Linked DNA regions of Oryctolagus cuniculus: region 2 is linked to region 1. The links are chromatin contacts, called in public Hi-C maps. All regions are on one chromosome and are shown on one strand. The core of a region is the stretch at or near the end of the contact, and the rest is flanking DNA. Distances in the headings are between cores, read along the strand shown.

Region 1 (4,456 bases), core at 1,091-3,590:
ACGCGGCTCTGAGCAGGGCAGCCCTTCTTTTATTTATTTACTTGAAAGGCAGAGTTACAGAGAGCGAGGAAGACGGAGACAGCTTCCATCCGCTGGCTCACTCCCCAGACGGCTGCAGCGGCCGGGGGCCTCCTCCGGGTCTCCCACCCGGCTGGCGGGGGCCCACACACTTCTTCCACTGCCTTTCCCAGGCCGACCCCAAGCCGTCTCCTGAGGCCGGCCCGCGCCCAGCGCACGCTCCAGTGTCCCCAGCTCCCCAGCCCTGGCACGCGAGGCTCCCGCGTCCCCCCTGCGGCACCGCCCGCACGCCCCAGCCCGCCCCCTGCCCTGCCGCATCTCCCCGGCCCCCGGAGCGTCCCAGGGTCCCGGGGGTCCCGCGGCTCCGCCCTGCTCCTCCCACCCCGCACGTCCCCACGCCCTCCCCAAGCACCAACAACACAGGAGTGGGCGGCCGTTCACGGCGGTCACCTCCCTTCAGGCGCAGGCACCAGCCCCACGGGGACCCGCTCCCCGTTCGTCCCCGCCGGCCGAAGCCCTCCTCTCGCCCAGTCCCAGTCCAGCCCCGGCCTCTCCGCCCCCGGCCCGGCCGCAGGCCTCACCCCCGGCCCAGCCCCGGCACGTAGCCGAGCGGGGCGGGCATGCCCAGGAACGGCTTCTTCTTCTTGTTCATGGCGGTGAGGAGAAGACGCGAAGCCGCAGCCTGAGCCTCCGAGACGAGCCCGCCACAGCGCTGTCGTCGCGAAGGGTCGCAGGCGTCGCGTCACCCGCGCCCCGGAAGCAGAGCGCGCAGTCCGCCCGAGGCTCCGCCCACCCCGGGCTCCCGGGCGGAAGCTGCGGAGCGGGTACCGCCCACTTCCGGCCCGCCGGGCAAGGGAGCCGGAGCGCCCCCTGGTGGAGCGGCGGGGCCGCGCCCTCCCGCGCGCTCGGTGGCGCTCCCGGAACCTCCCCGTGCGGGCCGAGCCGCGCGCGTGTGGACCTGGGCGCCGGCGGACTGCAACCCCGCACGCCCCGGCGGCACCCTGGCCGTTCCTGGGAGGGCTGGAGCCGCCGCGTCCGCAGCTCCTGAGAGCCAGTGGCCGAAGACCGATGGGTCCCGCGTTGTGTCGCGGGGGGCTGACTGGTCCCGCCGCCCAGGTCCCACGCAGGGCGCCGCTTGCGGGCCCAGGGGCTCTACTGCTCTCCCGGCTGCCTGCCACGGCTCCGGGGAAGGCGGGCGACGATGCCTGAGCTGGCCCTCGCCTGGACCTAGCCCTGGTAGCGGTTTGGGGGGCGAATCGGTGGGTGGGAGATCTCTCGCCCTGTGCCCTCCGTCAATCATCTCAGGACAGAAATGAGCGCGGCGGACGCGGGTGCCGTGCGGGGGGCCTGTCACTGGGCACGCACTCCTTTGTTTTTCTGAAAGGCGGAGTGACAGAGCTGCCAGGCGCGCCCCAAATGGCCACGAGGACCAGGGCTGCGCTGGGCTGAAGCCGGGAGCTGGGAGCTCCACCGGGTCTCCCTTGTGGATGCCAGAGGCCCCGCACTTGCGCCATCCTCTGCGGCCTCCCAAGTGCACTGGCAGGGAGCTGGATCGGAAGCGGGAGTAGCCAGGGCTGGAATCAGGCCGCCCCTGCCCACTGGGCCAGCCCGGAGCTCCACGCAGGCCTCACTCCCGGGGGCAGGGACCCCGTGACTCGAGGTCCCCACTGCCTCCCAGGACACGCAGGCCGGTGGAGGACCGGGTGCTGCACCTGCGATTCTGCAGCCCCCACAGGGCCCAGGCAAGGCAGAAAGCTCAGCCACTCGCAAGCCTCGTTTTCCTCACAGCTCAGGCCAAAGACCCCTGTGCCGGTCCCCAGCACCTCCAGCCAGGACCCTGGAGCAGGCGCCCCCGCTGCCCCACGGCCTCGGCCTCCTCGAGCCTCTCTCGCCCCTTGTGCGTTCTCGAGCCTGCACCTGCCAGCGCAGCTCCCCCACGGCTCGCGCTGGGACTGCAGGGCGAGGGGAGCTGCCTCCAGGCCAGCAGGAGTGGGGGATGGCAGGGGAGGGTCGCGCGGGCTTCTCTGGGAAGCAGGTGCCCATCTGAGGGAGAGGCCTAAGAAACCCGATTATATCAGCGGGGACGAGGGGGCCGGGGCCCCCTGCCTGGCCCCGGTCGGTCAAAGCCCCCGGAGAGGGCGACCCCGGCAGGTGCGCGGCGACTCGCGCCCCGAGAACACACACGCCAGGCACACGCGGCCCCGCGCGCGCCGCCCCACCTCGGAGCGCCTGGAGCGCGCTGCGCTCGGGCCGGCGGCAGGTGCCTCGCCGCGCAGACTCGCGGGCCGAACCGGCTCGGCGGGGCGGCCGGGCGGGGCGGGGCGGGGCGGCGCGCGCTCCCCGCCGGCCACACCGGCCGCCTGCGCGGCCAGGGGCGTGCGCGGGCGGCGCCGCGGGCCCCATGTTCGCCGAGCTGAGGGCCAACCGAAGCCCCCCGCGAGGCCGCGCCGCGGCTGTGCGCGCGGGCTTCGGGGAGCGCCGGGATGTGGACGGTGAGCGGGACGCGGGCGCGGGCGGGGGCCCCCTGGCCTGAGCGTGTCCCCACGGCCTCTGTGCTGCGCTGGGGGCGGCCGGCCTCCGCGGCGTGGGGTGGGCTGAGCCCGGCCGCGCCTGTCCCGCACCGGGGTCACCTTTCGGGAGGTACCCAGGCTGCAGCCCCGCTCCCCTGCCCCTCCCTCCTGGAACGGGACGTTGAGGCGGGGAGGGATCAACCCGCGCCGGGTGCCGGCAGGAAATGGGCGGGCCCCGCCGGCTCCGGGCAGATGCGGTTCCCGGGGCGCGGCGCCGAGCGCCCGGAGATCCTGGGAACCGGTCCCCGCCGCACCGGGCTCCCTCGGTGGCCGCAGTGGCCACACCCTTAAGTCTGGGCCTCTGAGGTTCCCAGGGTCGCCGGAGCCTTACGGGGTGCAAGACCGAGGGTTCCCCCATTGCTCAGCGCGAGACCAGGGCCAGCCCGGCCGCCGCAGGACCCGCCGGCTGTGTCGGGGGCGGGGCCCGGGGCGCCGCCTGTGCACCGCGACCTGACAGCAGCCGGGATCCCACCGGGATGGGAGAGGGTCCGCGGAGCCGCTGCCTGCCCCGGGGGTACCAGCACCGGGAAACAGGCTGAAGGAGCAGGGAGGAAGGGGCGTCACTGGGGTCTCTGGGCAATGGCTGCACCCCTGTGCTAAGCACCAGGTGCTGTCCTGGGCCCAGCTTGTGGTGCGGGAGGATTTGCCAGGGCAGGCCGTCAGGAGGGACATGGGGCAGGGCTGTGGACACAGTGTTTCGGGCCAGGGCGACTTCAGTGGGACCGTCTCCCTGCAAAGGCTGCCCAGCAGGCAGGGCCTGCCCTCTGCAAAGGCAGGTCCTGTGTGTGTGTGTGTGTGTGTGGGTCCCTTGTGTGTGCCCAGGTCCCATGTGTGTGCACAGGTCCCATGTGTGTGCACAGATCCCATATGTGTGTCTGCAGGTCCTGTGTGTGTGTGCGTCCTGTGTATGCACAGGTCCCATATGTGTGTCTGCAAGTCCTGTGTGTGTGCATGTGGGTCCCATGTGTGTGCCTGCAGGTCCCGTGTGTGTGCACACAGGTCCTGTGTGTGTGTGCACAGGTCCTGTGTGTGTGTGCATGTAGATCCAGTGTGTGTGTTTGCAGGTCCTATGTGTGTGCACAGGTCCCATATGCGTGCCTATAGGTCTCATGTGTGTGCACAGGTCCTGTGTGTGTGCCTGCAGGTCCCATGTATGTGTGCACAGGTCCCATGTGAGTGCCTGTAGGTCCAGTGTGTGTGCACAGGTCCTGTGTGTGTGCCTGCAGGTCCCATGTGTGTGTGCACAGGTCCCATACGTATGCACACACGCACACAGGTCCCATGTGAGTGCCTGTAGGTCCAGTGTGTGTGTGCATGGGTCCCATATGTGTGTTTGCAGGTCCTGTGTGTGTGCCCAGGTCCCATGTGAGTGCCTGTAGGTCCAGTGTGTGTGCACAGGTCCTTGTGTGTGTGCCCAGATCCCATGTATGTGAATGAAGATCCTGTGTGTGTGTGCACAGGTTCTGTTTATGTGCCCTGGTGCCATGTGTGTATGTGCAGGTCTCGTGTGTGTACATGCAAGTCTTGTGTGTGTGCACACTGATCCTGTGTGTATGTGTGTGTCCAGGTCCCGTGTGTGTGCTCTGGTCCCATGTGTATGTGTGCACAGGTACTATGTGTGTGTGTACACGGGTCTCGTGTGTGTGTGCACTAATCCTGTGTGTGTATGCCCAGGTCCCGTGTGTGCATATGCAGGTCCTGTGCTGCATGCGGGAGGCTCAGAGGCCAGCCCTAGGCAAGGTGTATAGCTCAAGGCTGCCCCTGCCGCCCCTGCCGCCCCTTGCCTGGCTCCCTGGAGTGTGGGTCCTCTGCAGGTAGGAGGCGTGGTGCCTCCAGTCTCTGGACTCCTGCCGGGGGGGGGGGGGCTT
Region 2 (4,456 bases), core at 1,374-3,873, 240 kb after region 1:
GGCCGCAGGGAGGACCCTGTCCTGCTGGCCGTCCAGGACCCTGCAGACAAGGATGCACCCCCCCCCCCAGTGCCTGGATCACTCACGCTTGGGACCAGAAGGCCACCTGCAGCCAAGGCCAGGGTGGGGGTCAGTCTGAGGCCAAAGGGCACCTCCCCAGTCCCACCATGCTGCCCCATCCCTGTCTGGGCTCTCTGGAGCCAGCGACACCATCCTGGATGCCGGTCCCCACCTGCCCTGCGCAGGAAGGCGAGCACAGGTGGTTATGAATTCACAGGCTATTATTAACCCACCAGTGACATCACCAGCAGCCAATGGGAGGCAGGTTTATTTCCAGGGCTGACGGCCTGATAATGGTTAATTTTAGCCGGATCTTCCTGCCCCAGGCTTGTGAAACCCCAGCCAGCCAAAGAGGGGGCCCGCCCAAGGGGCTTGTGAATGAGCCTGGGATGGGAGGGGGCTGAGGTGGGCGGGGCCTGTGCCTCTTCCTCCCGTCCTGCTCCCAGGAGCAGCCCTGGTGGGCTGAGCTCACCTCTTCTCCCATCGCCCCCTCCCTGTGTCTGCTACCTGGCCAGGACCACTGACCGGGACCAGTGACTGACCAGGGCCAGTGACCAGGACTAGTGACTGACCAGGCCAGTGACCAGGGCCAGTGACCCAGATCAGTGACCAGGGCAGGCGACCAGGGCCAGTGACTGGCGTGGCTGGGGCTCCTGGGAGCCTGTGATGTGCTCTCAGGGCACTGAGCGCCCCAGATCCCCAGGCCCTGCTCGGTATTGGTCTCAGTCTGCCCTTGTCTCAGATCCGGGGCCGGGGAGCTCAAGGTAGGGGTGCTGGCGGCGCAGCCCCTGGGGGAGGCAGAGGGGCAGTGAGGGAGCCCCCTCCCCAGGCCTATTCACAGCAGCTGGCTCCACCCCCGCCCGCCACAGGTCTGGGGGACTCTCCAGCCACAGCCACAACTCTCCACGGAGGACGCTGATGGGGGTCAGTATCCAGGGGTCAGTACTGAGGTCAGCACCGAGTGGTTGCTCAGTGCTGGCCAGTGGGCAGCTGCCTGCTCTCGCTCCGTGGTGCTGGCTGCTCAGTACTTCCAGTACCAGCAGCTACCTGGTACTGTTGCTGGGTCATCGTGCAGGGTGATTACCCGACCCAGACCATGCTCTGTGAATCCCAGAGCGGAGACACACCGTGGAGGGCGGCAGCTCGGCTTGCTCAAGCTCCAGGCTGTGGGCTGCCCCCTGAGGGGAGGCGGGGACCTCACATCTGAGCCCCCAGCCTTAGCCAATCGCAGCGCCCGCAGCAAGCTGGCCTCTGCATGCTGGCCCCGCCCCCACACAGGCGGGGAGGCATTAAATATAGAGACCAGCTGGGGAGGAGGGGCTGGTGTTTTCTAGCCAGGCTTTTATTTTTAAGTCCTGGCTCCTGTTTGACCGCATCAGCAGCGCCCGGAAGTGCTGGGTCATCCCCGAGGCCCTCCCTGCCTCTCCTCCTCTGCATCCCTGGCCATGGGGTCAGGGGTCCCTGGACTTGCGGTCTGCAAACACAGGGGCAGCCCCCAGGAGGGCCTGCCACTGTCCGGGGGCCCCACCCGACTGTCCTCCCCGCGGCCAGCCACGGGCATCACCCCAGTAGCAGGTGCAGGGGCCCCCACCTGGTGCCGCCCCTGGCCAGTCCCAGGGGACCCCGCCGGCCACGGGAACAGGCAGAGGGCTGTTGGCATCCACCTCTCCTCCCCCCAGACCCTGCAGACCAAGGCCTGAGCCGGGGGGGGGGGGGGCGGACAGCAGGGGAGCAAAGCCTGGGGACGTGATGAGGACAGGGGCTGCGAGAGGCCCCCACCGTGACTCGCACCACATCCACGCTGCCTGCCCCCCGCCTGGAGCCTCGGGAGCTGTCCAACCTTAGGGACTCTCCCTCCCAGCAGGAGGCCCTCTGAAATCAGCAAGCAAGGGCTTGGCTCAGCCAGGGGAGGCCGTGGGCTGGGGGCTGGCTCCCTTAGGACCCCGGGCTGTGGCTGTTTCCCCAAAGCCCACTCTGCCCCACACCTGTCACCGATGTGAGTGGGTGCTGGGAGCGGCCAGGAGCAGGGGACAGAGGCTCCCCCCGGGGCCTCACGGGCCTGCTGTGGGCAGGGTCCCACCCAGAGGGGCTGCACAGGCTCATGAGGCCAGACCTGGAGCGCCCCCCCCCCCCGCCCCACTGGGACACAGACCAGGACTTGGGCTTGCTTCAGGCCTGCTCGCCTGCCCGTCCCTCCTCACCTGCAGACTCCTGCCCTGCTGTGCCCGCTCATCCGGGCCTCCATCTGCCCAGAGGCCGCGACCCCCCCTCCCCCGCCCCGCCGCGGTGTCAGCCAGGGTCTCTGTCTATGTCCCGGTACCCATCCCCCGCCGCCTCGCCGCATCCCGCGCTCTCCCTCCATCGCTGGTGCTCGCTCCCTCCCCCCGCCTCCCGCGCGCCCGCTCCCGCGCGCCCCTGGGCTCGCCCCGGCTGCGCCCGCCCGCGCGCGCCGCATTGCCGTACTGCAGGGCGCGGTGCATTGCGCCCGCACCGTCAATAGGTGGACCCCTCCCGGAGACATAAAACCGCCGGCGCCGGCGCCGCCAGTCCCTCTGGCTGAGACCTCGGCTCCGGGTAAGGACGTTCGGCTTCCGGGGCCCGCCCCAGGCCCGGCTTTTCGCCGAGGGACCTCTCCCCGGAGACCGGCCCGGGGCGCAGAGCGGAGCCGCTCTGTGCGCCTGGCGACGCCCCGCCGCTCGGCCGGGGCTGTGGCCGACCCCCGTGCCGGGGTCGGTCCCTGCGGGCAGGCGGGTGGGGAGGGGACCGAGGCGCTCTGGTGTGCAAGGCGGCGGCTCCGGGGGGCTACGCCGCCCAGCCGCCGTGACCTTGGGCCGCCCGGGCCCTGCGGGTTTGGGGAGGGTTGCAGCGAGCTGTCGGGGGTGGGGGCGGTCTGGCCTGTGCCGGTGCGGGGCAGTCTGGGGAGGACAAGAAGGGAGCTTTTCCAGGTCCCTGGCCGGTGTTCCCACCCCCAGGGTGCCGCAGCCTCTGTCTTCCCCTCCCCCAGTCTCCTGGCCTCTGGGGTCAGCAGTGGTGTGGAGGGATTCTCCTTGACCTCCAGGATGGGCAGGCGCTGAACCCCAGATTCTGGACCAGAGGGAAGAGGGGAGCACAGGGTGCCCGGCCGCTGAGCTGGCTGGCGGGAGCCTCCCCCCCAGCTGGAGCAGGGACCCCCTCCGGCCCTGCTGTCTGTCCCCTGGGGGCTGTCTGATGTCTGGGGGAGTCCCTAGCCAGGCACCACATGGGGCCTGCGTCCCCCCTGCCAGCCCGCGGGCAGGGACAGCGGAAGATGGCGCACTGACCGCCTCTCCAGCAGGTGGGGGCGGGGCGCTTGTCCCTGGCCCTGCGGCGGCTGGGGGGCCGGCAGGGTGACTCATCACCCGGCTGCACTGGTCCTGGGCTCCCCGGCACGGTGCCCCTTGTCTTCCAGGTGGGGGCTTTGCAAGGAGCAGGGGCGGGGGCTGCAGCAGACGGAGGCAGGGGCGGGGGCGGGGGCTCAGCTGGGGCAGGCCCAGGTGGGGGCTGGGGGCTCCTCCCTGAGCCACCCCCTCCCCAGCAGAGCCCCCGGCAGAATGGGCAAGGAGAAGACGCACATCAACATCGTGGTCATCGGCCATGTGGACTCGGGCAAGTCCACCACCACCGGCCACCTCATCTACAAGTGCGGGGGCATCGACAAGAGGACCATCGAGAAGTTTGAAAAGGAGGCGGCCGAGGTGAGCCTGGGCCCCAGCTGCCCCCCAGAGGCCCGCCCCCGCGTGGGGCTGAGGCAGCGCCCCCTGAGGACCCAGGGAGGGGGCAGGGCGGCCTCAGCTGCCAGGTCCCTGTTGGGGAGGGGCGGGCCTGCCCTGCAGGGGTCCACAGAGGGTTCCAGAGCCCTCTCCTTGCCCCCAGGGCAGAGGCTGGGGCTGGAGGTGGCACTGCCCTCACTTGTCCCGGGGCCTGGCCAGGCGCAGCTGCTATTAATAGCGGGACGACGGGCAGGCGGCCCAGCGCCGCTCTCTCCTACTGACCTGCTAGGGCCGCGTGTCCAGGAGGACGGCCCTCAGCTGACCTTGCCTCTTTCCTGGCTGAGACCCGTGGGTGGGCCGTGGCCCCGGCCCCCACCCCCAGCTCTGGGAGACACTGTGTGCGTGCGGCAGAGCCTGGGCTGGGCCCCTGGGAGGGGGGGAAGGGGTGCTCTGAGCCGCAGCCGGTGCCGGCTCAGCCCTGGGTGGGCAGCCCTCCTGCCCGAGCCCGGCCCGGCTGGACAGCACCTGCACCTCAAGCTGCAGCCCTGGCCTAGGCTGTGGGGGTCTCCCAGGTGCTTGCCAGCTGCGCCCGGCCCAGCTCCCCGGGGAGGCGAGAAGAGGAGGCGGAGCCTCACAGGCAGTGGAAAGAGCTGGAAATTTCCCAAGAT

What was found. Hi-C and Micro-C count contacts between places; a contact is called where the count stands out from the background.
Region 2: a contact with region 1 is called in a Hi-C map of an unstated tissue, with 4 times the contacts expected there. The contact joins the promoter of EEF1A2 here to the promoter of SAMD10 in region 1. A contact is called at or near these places in 2 of 6 Hi-C or Micro-C datasets (ear pinna and an unstated tissue).

Annotation. Positions count from the first base shown.
Region 1 is chr11:202,075-206,530 of mOryCun1.1, forward strand. SAMD10 (sterile alpha motif domain containing 10) reads left to right here and starts at 2,341. Exons shown (of 7, transcript XR_011379803.1): 1 at 2,341-2,510; 2 at 4,263-4,328. The region is part of intron 1 of PRPF6 (pre-mRNA processing factor 6); the gene reads right to left.
Region 2 is chr11:446,435-450,890 of mOryCun1.1, forward strand. EEF1A2 (eukaryotic translation elongation factor 1 alpha 2) reads left to right here and starts at 2,624. Exons shown (of 8, transcript NM_001082031.1): 1 at 2,624-2,634; 2 at 3,617-3,773. The coding sequence starts at 3,630.